2 separate regions of the Hordeum vulgare genome follow, and region 2 is linked to region 1. The links are chromatin contacts, called in public Hi-C maps. All regions are on one chromosome and are shown on one strand. Each heading gives the region's core, a stretch centred on a gene start, on an enhancer-like site or on the middle of the called end of the contact. The rest is flanking DNA. Distances are from core to core; before and after follow the strand shown.

What was found. A called contact is a pair of places that touch in the nucleus more often than the background predicts.
Region 2: a contact with region 1 is called in a Hi-C map of seedling, with 4 times the contacts expected there. The contact joins the promoter of LOC123408964 here to the promoter of LOC123410222 in region 1. A contact is called at or near these places in 2 of 6 Hi-C or Micro-C datasets (leaf and seedling) and 1 of 1 datasets of contacts at active chromatin or transcription factors (embryo).

The regions. Positions count from the first base shown.
Region 1 is chr7H:399,217,769-399,222,662 of MorexV3_pseudomolecules_assembly, forward strand. LOC123410222 (beta-glucuronosyltransferase GlcAT14B-like) reads right to left here and starts at 2,347. Exons shown (of 5, transcript XM_045103129.1): 1 at 2,137-2,347; 2 at 1,274-2,041; 3 at 628-703; 4 at 395-510. The coding sequence starts at 1,940.
Region 2 is chr7H:399,770,407-399,775,300 of MorexV3_pseudomolecules_assembly, forward strand. It overlaps LOC123408964 (dnaJ homolog subfamily B member 3-like), which reads right to left and starts at 1,996. Exons shown (of 2, transcript XM_045101982.1): 1 at 1,820-1,996; 2 at 1,326-1,697. The coding sequence starts at 1,996. The coding sequence ends at 1,326. LOC123409722 (external alternative NAD(P)H-ubiquinone oxidoreductase B2, mitochondrial-like) reads left to right here and starts at 2,598. Exons shown (of 10, transcript XM_045102582.1): 1 at 2,598-2,843; 2 at 4,575-4,830. The coding sequence starts at 2,752.

The sequences.
Region 1 (4,894 bases), core at 1,097-3,596:
ACCTAAAACTTGTCAGGTAGCATTTGGATGTGACAAAGAACACGTAATATTTTTGTTGGAATTTTTCTGACTTATTAGAATTCATTTTTCATGGGCAGGAGCACGTGCTACCGGGAGCCGAATTGCATTTCCGCTTGTTTCAAATACTTTTGACCACAATACCTCCAGACTGATATGCCAATACAACAAACAGAAATAGCCGCTGTTCTTCTTTATGCAAAAGGTACAACTTGAACTAAGAGCCTATAGCAAGTGTAAAAATTAAGAGCATAATTGAATAAATTTAAGCAAGTGGTTCTCAAAGGCCGCATGTATGCCGGCTGCCACACAAATGTACTGGTTTATGGGTAGAAATGTAGAATTGTCAATAATGAAATCAGAACGCAGGTCCTACCAGTATATAATTTGAAAGATGTTGGCAGTTCTCGCCGCTCAGTAGTCGTAGAAAGGTCAAACTTTTTTGACAGATAAAGCCCTGGGTCCAGAACTATGGGTTTTGCTCTTTGGATCCTGTGATGAAAGCACACAAACATCAGAAAAGCCAAAGTAGTTTGCGAAGGATAAACAGAGCTAGAGAAAATTAACGTGAATCAAAATACAAGTGTTTACACCATTAAGAAAATGTACCTTTTCCATCCAGATATTTGCATGTGCTCTATAAAATTAAGATTTCTTGGCAAAGACGAGAAAACATGAAGTATATCTGTACAGAAATAATAGCAGTTAACTACTCATGGAGTATGCAATAAATTAAGTATATCAGCACAGAGATACTGTCAGCTCACACTACAAGTACACTGCCATCAGTAGTTGCTGTTGATTTAGTAAAATTTTAAACGAGCACTGCACACTGGCACTTCACCCCCTATAACTTATCCATGGCCTCTATCCTCTAGGTATCTACGAAAGTGATGCTTCGCGACACTTACAATCTTTACTCAATGAGGAGTCTATCCTCTGCACAAGTGATGATAATGCAGAAGATATCTAGTTATGCTAGTCCAGGCTGCAGCGGAATTGCGACATATATGCCCCCGATGCCCACATGGCATGAATGATTTCAATCTTATGACATGATATTGTTACCCAACCCATTCCGCAGTGCAACATCTCAGACAACAGGAGTAAAGTCTCGGCAGGTAAATCAAGGAAATTGCCATGTTATCACATTGGCTGGTTTGTGTTTGCCAATCATGAGAATGCAGCTCCACCTTCCATTTAGTTGCTCAATTGCAGGATAATAAAACTGGAAATGTTGAACAAGAGCACTAACCATCTTGCGTCATGAGGGGATAATCTGAGGCGCTGAGGTTGATGAACCAGTCCCACTCCAAGCCTTCCTTGAGGAGGATCGCCACGGCGTGGAGCGTGCAGGCGACCATCGTCGGCCCCTTGTACGTGACCAGGTTGCCCTTGGCGATCACCCGCACATTCCCGACCTGGCTGAACATCGGGTCCCCCTTGACGTACATGGCCAGGTCAATCCTCTCCCGTGGCGGCGCCTCCAGATCCAAGTGCAGGATGTACTGGTTGCGCGGGTGGTATATCGCCTGCAGCACCCTCCGCATCCGCAGGCCGTCGCCCTTGGTGCCCTCGAGGAGGTACGCCAGCCTGGGCGGCTCGGCGTCGGAGTCGTCAGAGTTCACGGCGGCGTTGTCGGGGTTGTCGTTGTCGTCCAGCAGCCGGTCCTTTGCCTCGGGTTCCACTGACTGGCTGCTGTCCCGCTGCGACGGTGAGCCTCCGTCGTCCCAGTCGGTGAACGAGACGACGTCAAATAGGAAGGCGTCGTCGCCGGCCAAGTAGGGCGGTGAGAAGAGGCCGCAGGCGGCGGCCAGGAAGAGGGTGACCGACACGAGGAGGCTCGCGATGAAGGGGAGCAGCCACCGGCGGTCGTTGAAGGGCCTCCCGGGACCGGAGTTGAGGCCACAGCTCTTCCTCATTTGCTCGTACGCATTCAACTAGGACACCGCACCGATGAAGGGGGGGCGCGCACGACTCCAAATTCAAGGCTGTGCTTCCGGAATCGCTCTAGCTTGCGCACCTACATTCGCAAATCACGTCAAGAACAGTGAGTAGACTCCAATTTCTAGCCATCCTTCACACTTCAACAAATCCCCAATTCCTAAATCGGCATACCTGCGCTCCCGTGACCCCGCCGGGTGCCGCGTCACCGCCGTACGCTGCCTCCTGCGAGAAACCGGCCTGAGGGATCCAAATTGGTAGCTCCGTCCGTCTCCACGCTTTGGTCGGAGCAGCAGGCTGGAGTGGTTGAGCTCGGCAGCGTACAGCACTGGCAACACCACATTTTCCTCTCTTTCTTTTTTTTTCTATCGAGGAGGAGGAGCGCAAGACGAGATTTTCCTTTTTTTCATCTTTTTAGTAGGGCAACACGAGGTTTTCATTTTCACCATAAGAAAAGCCTCAGGACTGTGAGACACGGCACACATGAATTTTTACGTAGAAATTTACGAAAAAGATAAATTCATTTTTTTAGAATAATTACACCGGCTTTTACATCAAAATGATGTACGCAGGTATTTTATTAACAAAAATACCCATCAAGTATGTAGTTCAAGAACTGGAATTTTTTTTTAAATAAATACGGCCATAACCAGCACAAATAGAACTAGATGATTATACACATAGCATATTATTGGACAATCATCTTAATTGATTGTAGGATATATGTCTCTATATCGAAATATATGATTTTGTAGGGTAATTTAGCCTAAACACGTCATATAGTGTGATATGGAGGGGGATATTATATTATTACATTTTTATATTATAGATGTTATTTTATATTATTTTATGGACTGAGCGGTTAATTTAGTGTCAAGTGTCAGTTCTTGTTTTCTGCATATTTTTGTTTCGCAAAACCATACTTACCGAAACCAAACATGATATGACTTTTGATGATTTACAGTAGATCCTAGAAGCTTTGGGAGGAGGCAAGAAGACCCGCGAGGGGCCACAAACAAGTGGGGTGCACCCTAGGGGGTAGGTGTGTCAGGGAGGCTTGTGGTCCCCTCGTGATCCGTTTGACTTTATTTTTGGCCTATAAATTCCTAAAATATTCAGGAACCCTCGAAGCAAGACCCGAAACAATTTATTGTCGCCGAAAGCCTCTGTTCCACCGCAACCCCTTCTGGAGTCCTTTATCGATACTATGTGGAGAGGGAAAATCATTGGTGAGGCCATCTTCATCAACCTTGTTGCTTCCATGATGATGTTTGAGTAATTCCTAAAGGACCTACGGGTCCATACAATAGCTAGATTGCTTGCTCTCTCTATTTTGATTTTCAATATAATGATCTTCTCTAAGATCAGTCGGATGTAATATTTTGCGATGTGTTGGTTGGGATCCAATAAATTGTGGATTTATAATCAGATTATTCATAGAGATATTTTGAGTTCTTTAGCCTTCATATTTGCCTAATTTTATAGATTTCTATTTCTTTCCGATCTACGTGTCTAATTTGATCAAGTTTGATTGATTTATCTTCTACGGTAGAGGTGCTTTGTAGTAGGATCAACCTTGCGGTGACCCTGTCGAGTGACAGGAAGGAAAAGGGTGCGTATTTGTGTGGTTGCTACTTAAGGATAAAAATGGGGTTTGATCATATTGACTGGTCTTACTTGGTGTACATTATGTCATCTTGATTATTGTGTTACTCTATTTATTATGAACTTAATACTTTCATATGCATGCTAGATAGTAGTCTTAGAGTGAAGTAATAGTAATAGACGCAAGTAAGCTTAATGCTCTACTTATTACCAACGTAATGCCTATGCAATTATTAAGCCATGAATGATGTTTACAACAATGCATAGTTTGTTCAATTACCCAACAATAATTTTTTTACCCTTCATTATTCTACTTTCGAGAGAGATGGCACTACTGAACTGCTACGTCTCCAATGTACCAACAATTTATGAAGTATTCATGCAATATTTATCTGAGTTCTACATGATTTTGGTGCACTTTTATATGATTGTTGGAAACTAACCTATTGACCTAGTGCTAGTGCCAGTTTCTATTTTCTGGCTATTTTTTGTTTTGCAAAATATTCATACCAAACAAAGTCCAAATTTTCCACGAAATTTTATGGTATTTTTTCATGGACCAGAAAAGACCCACGGAGACTTGGAGATGTACCATAGGATTGTCGGGGGAGTCACAAGCCTGGGTCCCCCCAAGAGCGCGCACCCTGAGCACGTCGGTCCCTCATGCACCCCTGGCGTGAAACCGATGATGAAAATTCCTAAATATAGAAAGTCCATAAACAACCCGAGAACTTCCGCTCTGTCTCCGCAAGCCTCTATTCGGAAGCAATCCCATCTGGAGCCCTTTTGAAGTGCCCTGCCAAAGGGGTCATTATCACAGGCCATCTTCATCATCTCGGTGGTCTCCATGACTAGTAGGGGGTAGTTCACCCTCAGGGCTGAGGGTACGTACCAGTAGTTATTTGTTTGATCTCTCTCTCTCTCTCTCTCTCTCTCTCTCTCTCTCGTGTTCTTGATTTGGCACAATCTTGATGTATCACGAGCTTTTTTAATAAGTTGGATCGTATGGTGTTCTTCCCTCTCTATCTTGATGTGATGAATTTAGTCTTTCCCTTTGAGGTTTTGTTATGTTAGATTGAATATTTTAGATTTCATAACACTTGATGTATGTCTTGCACGTGGATACCTGTGGTGACAACGGGGTATTCTGTTGAGTCACTTATGTATGTTTTGGTAATCAACTTGCGGATTACCGAGGTGATAATGGGTTAATGTAGGCACATAGGTTGATATAGGTTTTCATCCTACTTTCCCCGATAAAAACTTTGGGGTACTCTTTGAAGTTCTTTGTGTTGGATCGAGTATGAGGAATCTAAAATTGTTCGGT
Region 2 (4,894 bases), core at 746-3,245, 550 kb after region 1:
CCGGCCTGGGCCAACCAAGGGGTTTCCCCCAATCCGAATCTCCTCCACCGGCTTCACCCGCATGTAGGGCTCCGGCAAACGTCGGCACCGTCAAGTTCACAGGAGAGAGGCCCACAAATGAGGGCTGGAGGACAGCGGACAGATCTGGTGTCGCCGGCCGCCATAGCAGCCACCGCCGGCTGACTATAACCAGGTGCACCGCCCCCTGATCGGAGCCGACACCACCGAAACCGTGGCTGCCGCAGACAACGCCCCTGCCACCGCAGACGCGCTCAATCGCCGCTCCCTACTGGTCGCGCGCCCCGAATCCGCCATGGCAGCCCGGGCGGGCCAGATCCCGCAGCACCATAGCCCGCGGGGCAACGCCGACCGAGCCCGCGATCCCGCCGCCAAAGCCAGAGCCCGAGATCCCGCCATAGCCATCCCCGGGGCGCGTGCGGCTTTGTCGGCATCCCCTCCGACAGCAACGAAGCGGGTGGAAGGGCGGAGAGGGGTCCGCCGGCGGCAGGAGGGTTCGCCCCCGAGTCGCGAGGAGCGACGACGGGGGGGGGGGGGGGGTGGTGTCACGCGGATGTCCCAATCCCTACCCATGTCGGGGGAAATGAAATGACAAATCCAAACAAAAAACTTTGGAAAAAATGACAAGTGAGGAGGCGTGTGTTCCACAGGGACAGCGCGGATGCGCCAACTGGTGGTGGCGGCCTGTCCTGGACGGACCATGCACCGACGTGTCGCCGTCGGGGTTCGTCCATCTCCAGCGACAGTGGGCAGGCAGGATCGATCCCTCTCGCGCTAGCCGTCGGATACATTGGGCGTGTTTGGTTGCCTGGGTGCATCCAGGATGCATTGCATGAAGGAGCTTGGGTGGTCCTGGCCTGGTTGACCTGATGCAAAATAAAAATGAGATGTGTGTTTGGTTGGGTGCATGATACGAGCTGGGTTCAACTCAGATTTTGTTTGGTATATTGCATCTTGGGTTGTATGAGAGATGCAACATACAACAGATATTGTTTGGTGGGTTGTATGATGTCGAACAGATATAAAATAATTACAAGATAGTTTTGGTAATATCTTTGATGATTGAAATAATGAAAGAATATGGTTGAAGTAATTTAAAAAATTGGCAGCATCTTGTTTGTTTGTACGGTATAGAAGCAGCTTATGATACAATCAATATCCAATACACATAAATCAATATCCGATACACATAAATCAATATCCAATACATCTTAAAAATTCACATATTATAGGGCCACACATCCATATTAATCCAGTACATCTTAAAAGTTCACATATTATACATCTTAAAAGTTCACATATTCAAGTTACATTCCATACGAGCAGTACCCGTTCTTGGTGACGACGTCGCGGGTGAACTTGACCTGCTTCTTGCTGCCCCGGCAGAGCTCCTCCAGCTTGCACTCGAGGGTGCGCTCCAGCGGCAGCGCCTTGCGCATGATGGAGCTGAAGAACTCGGCGAAGGCGCGGCGCCCGCCCGTGTTGCCGGAGCTGTAGACCTTGGTGAACTCCCTGGCCGGCGTGGCGGGCGCGCTCCTCATGGAGAAGTCGTCGCTGCGCGTCCTCGCCATGCGCGCGCCGCCGCCGCCTCCGGAGCCGAACGTCCCGAACATCTCGCTGGCCCGGTCGTCGTTGCACACCCCGAACACCGCCCTGTTCTCCTGCTGGTCTAGGAGCGCCTGCACAACCAAAGGAAGCCCACGCCGACGCGCGCGAGCACAGCGAATCAAGAACGCGATTCCCACGGCGGCGACGCGCGCACGCAGGGAGGTGCCCGGGGAAGAGGCGGCGGGGCACTCACCTCGTAGGCCTCGGTGATGGCCTTGAAGCGCGCCTCGGCCTCGGGCTTGGAGGCCGGCGGGTGCTTGTCGGGGTGCCATTTCCTGGCGAGGCCCTTGTACGCGGCGCGGAGCCCCTGCAACGAGGTGCCCCTGGGGACGTCGAGGATCCGGTGGTAGAGCTCCGACGGGTTCACCATTGGAGTTGGAGGGGGACGGCGCCGCAGGAGATTCGGTCGCGGGGGGACGGGAGCGGCTCGCCGGGGCGGGGGCGGGGACGGGAGCGGCTCGCCGGGGCGGGGGCGGGGGCGGGGACGGGAGCGCGGCGCGGCGCGAGGACGAGAGCGGCGCGTAGGACGAGAGCGATGCGTCGGGAGGGAACCCTATCCTCCAGGCGAGAGCGATGCACGCGCGGGTCGCTGCACGCGCGGGTGCAGGCTCGCGGAAACGGCCCGAACTTGCGTTTCCCCGCAGCCTGGCCCGGAGGCGTTTTTTGCATCTGTCGGGCCAGGTCCAACTACACATACAGCATACCAAACAATCTATATTTTGCATGATGGATGCGAGCCAGATGCAATACAAACGAACCAAACACGCCCAAAGTGATTGAGAGGAAGGAGGGAGGGAGCGAAGGGGCGTTGGGCGAGGCCGCTTTAGCACGCCAACCACGTGTGTCTACCACAGGTCCGGAACTGACGACCCATGTTCCCTCCGCCCGTCCGGGCCCGCCCAGCAGTCACACCAACCCCTCGCCGCACCGGCACCAACACGGCGCCAACCACGGCAAGAAAAAAGTGCAGACGCGTACTAGCAGCATATAAACAGTTCACGGGCGAGGCGAGCGAGCGAGGTGGCCATTTCTTTTTCTTCTTCTACTCCTGCTGCCGCCGCCGCCAGTACGTTCCAGGATCACCGGAGCCCCGGAGGAAGAGCAAAGCGTACCGGAGGGAGGAAGATGAGGTGGACGGCGTTCGCGTGGGAGAGCGCGTCCCGGGCCTTCAACAACCGCCCCACCTTCACCGGCCTCGTCGTCGTCCTCGCCGCAAGGTACCTCCCCCCTTCCTTCCCCTTTCTCCGCCCACTAATTTCCATTTCCCTCGTCTTGGCCCCGGGGCTTGGGAATTTCGATCGGATCTGCTGCTACTGCATACCTCGTGTGGCCTCTAGGCTGCAGCAGCATTTTCGCGAATGTCGGGCACGAATTTTTGGAGCCTCCTGTCATTTTTTCTCGGAGAAGTACTCGGTGGCTTCGTCGTTTCGTTTGTGGATCCCTTCCGGGATAGAAATGTTCGGTAGTTGCTGCGGTTTCTCATCCTCCGAGCCGCTCAAACTGTTGTCTCAGTTCGAGATCACCTCGCGTATCAACGGGAGTAAATCGATTCTCCATCAGAGGGTAGCTCTGTTTTTTAACCAGATTTCGGAATGCTAGTACAAATCAAGGGAAAAATATAAGAATATACTCCCTCCGTCGGGAAATACTTGTCCTAGAAATGGATATAATGGATGTATCTATAACTAAAATAAGTCTAGATACAGACAAGTATTTTCGGACGGAGGGAGTAGTTATTTCTTTTATCCTGATGAAATGGGAAGAAAATTACCCGCAAAAATAAAACAAATGGAAAGAAAATAGTTGGTTAAACTAAACTAATCCTTCTTGCCACCTGTTTCGACCGGGCCCTCGTTTTCCAGCTACTTCTCGAATCTGATGTGTCCCCCACGTCACGGTGGACCTCGTATACTTGCTGAATATTCTGCCATGGTCCATGAGACCAACAAGAAGAAAAATTGCCCTTGATTTCTTCGTCCTGGTTTCAGTATTTTTCTAATGCCACTTATGCCTATTTTCTATAAAACAATACTTCTACTTGGAATATTTAAGAGCGGGGTCGTGAATACATTATGATTTGGTGCCATGTGATGATTGCCATTTTATGTGTGCTATTGGACTGTTAGGCAAATGCTGGACTTCTGAATAATGGAGTGCATTTCTTTAGTTCCTTGATTTTCTTGGTTAATGATTCGGCTGCAACATGCTTTTTATTTGTTTCTCTGCAATGTCTAAATGAATTTTATATGTAACCCCTGTTCCAAAATAACTGTCTTAACTTTGTACTAGCTCTAGTACAAAATTGTATTAAGCTTAAGACACTTATTTTGGGACGGAGAGAGTATGCCGTATGACTGTTTTGCCTGTATGTAAGTCCTGTGTTGTGTGGATCCAAAACGATCACAAAATACATATTTTTGTGCAAAGCTGCAAGACATGGAGTGCTCCTGCTACCAGGTATACATAAGTGTAGCTGTTAAAACTGACATTGGTTCCTTCACAGAAGAAGAAGACAATGGTAGATGATTGGGCTATAGGATTAATTTTCCGAGCATATATAATTGTCCCTGTCTATGCAAAGACCAGGCGCACTCCCTCTTTTCTTGAAAATACTATATTGTCCTTGACTTGATCTATTTTAACGTTTTTATTACTTGGAGTGATGTAATTCAGTCACAACTTAAAGAATATTTTTCGGTAAGCGGTGGCTTCGATGTAAAACACACCAATGAGGTTCATAAAAACTTAGTTCATGAATTCCTAAATGATTTGTATTTACTAGAACAGCTATCTTACAGTTTTTTTTATTAAGGGTGGCTTCAATGTAGAACCACAAATGAGGACATTTAAGATGGCTGAATAATTCCAAGAACTTCTAAATGTTTTGCATTGCTAGAACAACTGTCCTATTTGCAAACCTGCTGATTTTTGGTCTGCCGAATTTGCAGTAGTGGAGGAGGCCTCGTCGCATATGCGGATTCTCAGCCGGACCAGCCCCAAGGATTTAAAAAGAAGAAAGTAGTGGTTCTTGGAACTGGCTGGGCTGGCACCACATTCCTGAGGAATCTTGATAGCAAACTGTATGATGTCCAGGTCATTTCACCTCGGAACTACTTTGCATTCACACCCTTGCTCCCAAGTGTTACCTGTGGAACAGTTGAACCAAGGAGTGTTGTTGAGCCAATCCGTAGGATTCTGGAGAAGGTATGATTGCTTCCATAAATTTCAGGAAACTTGTTGAACAATTCTAGAACTATTACTTTTTTCA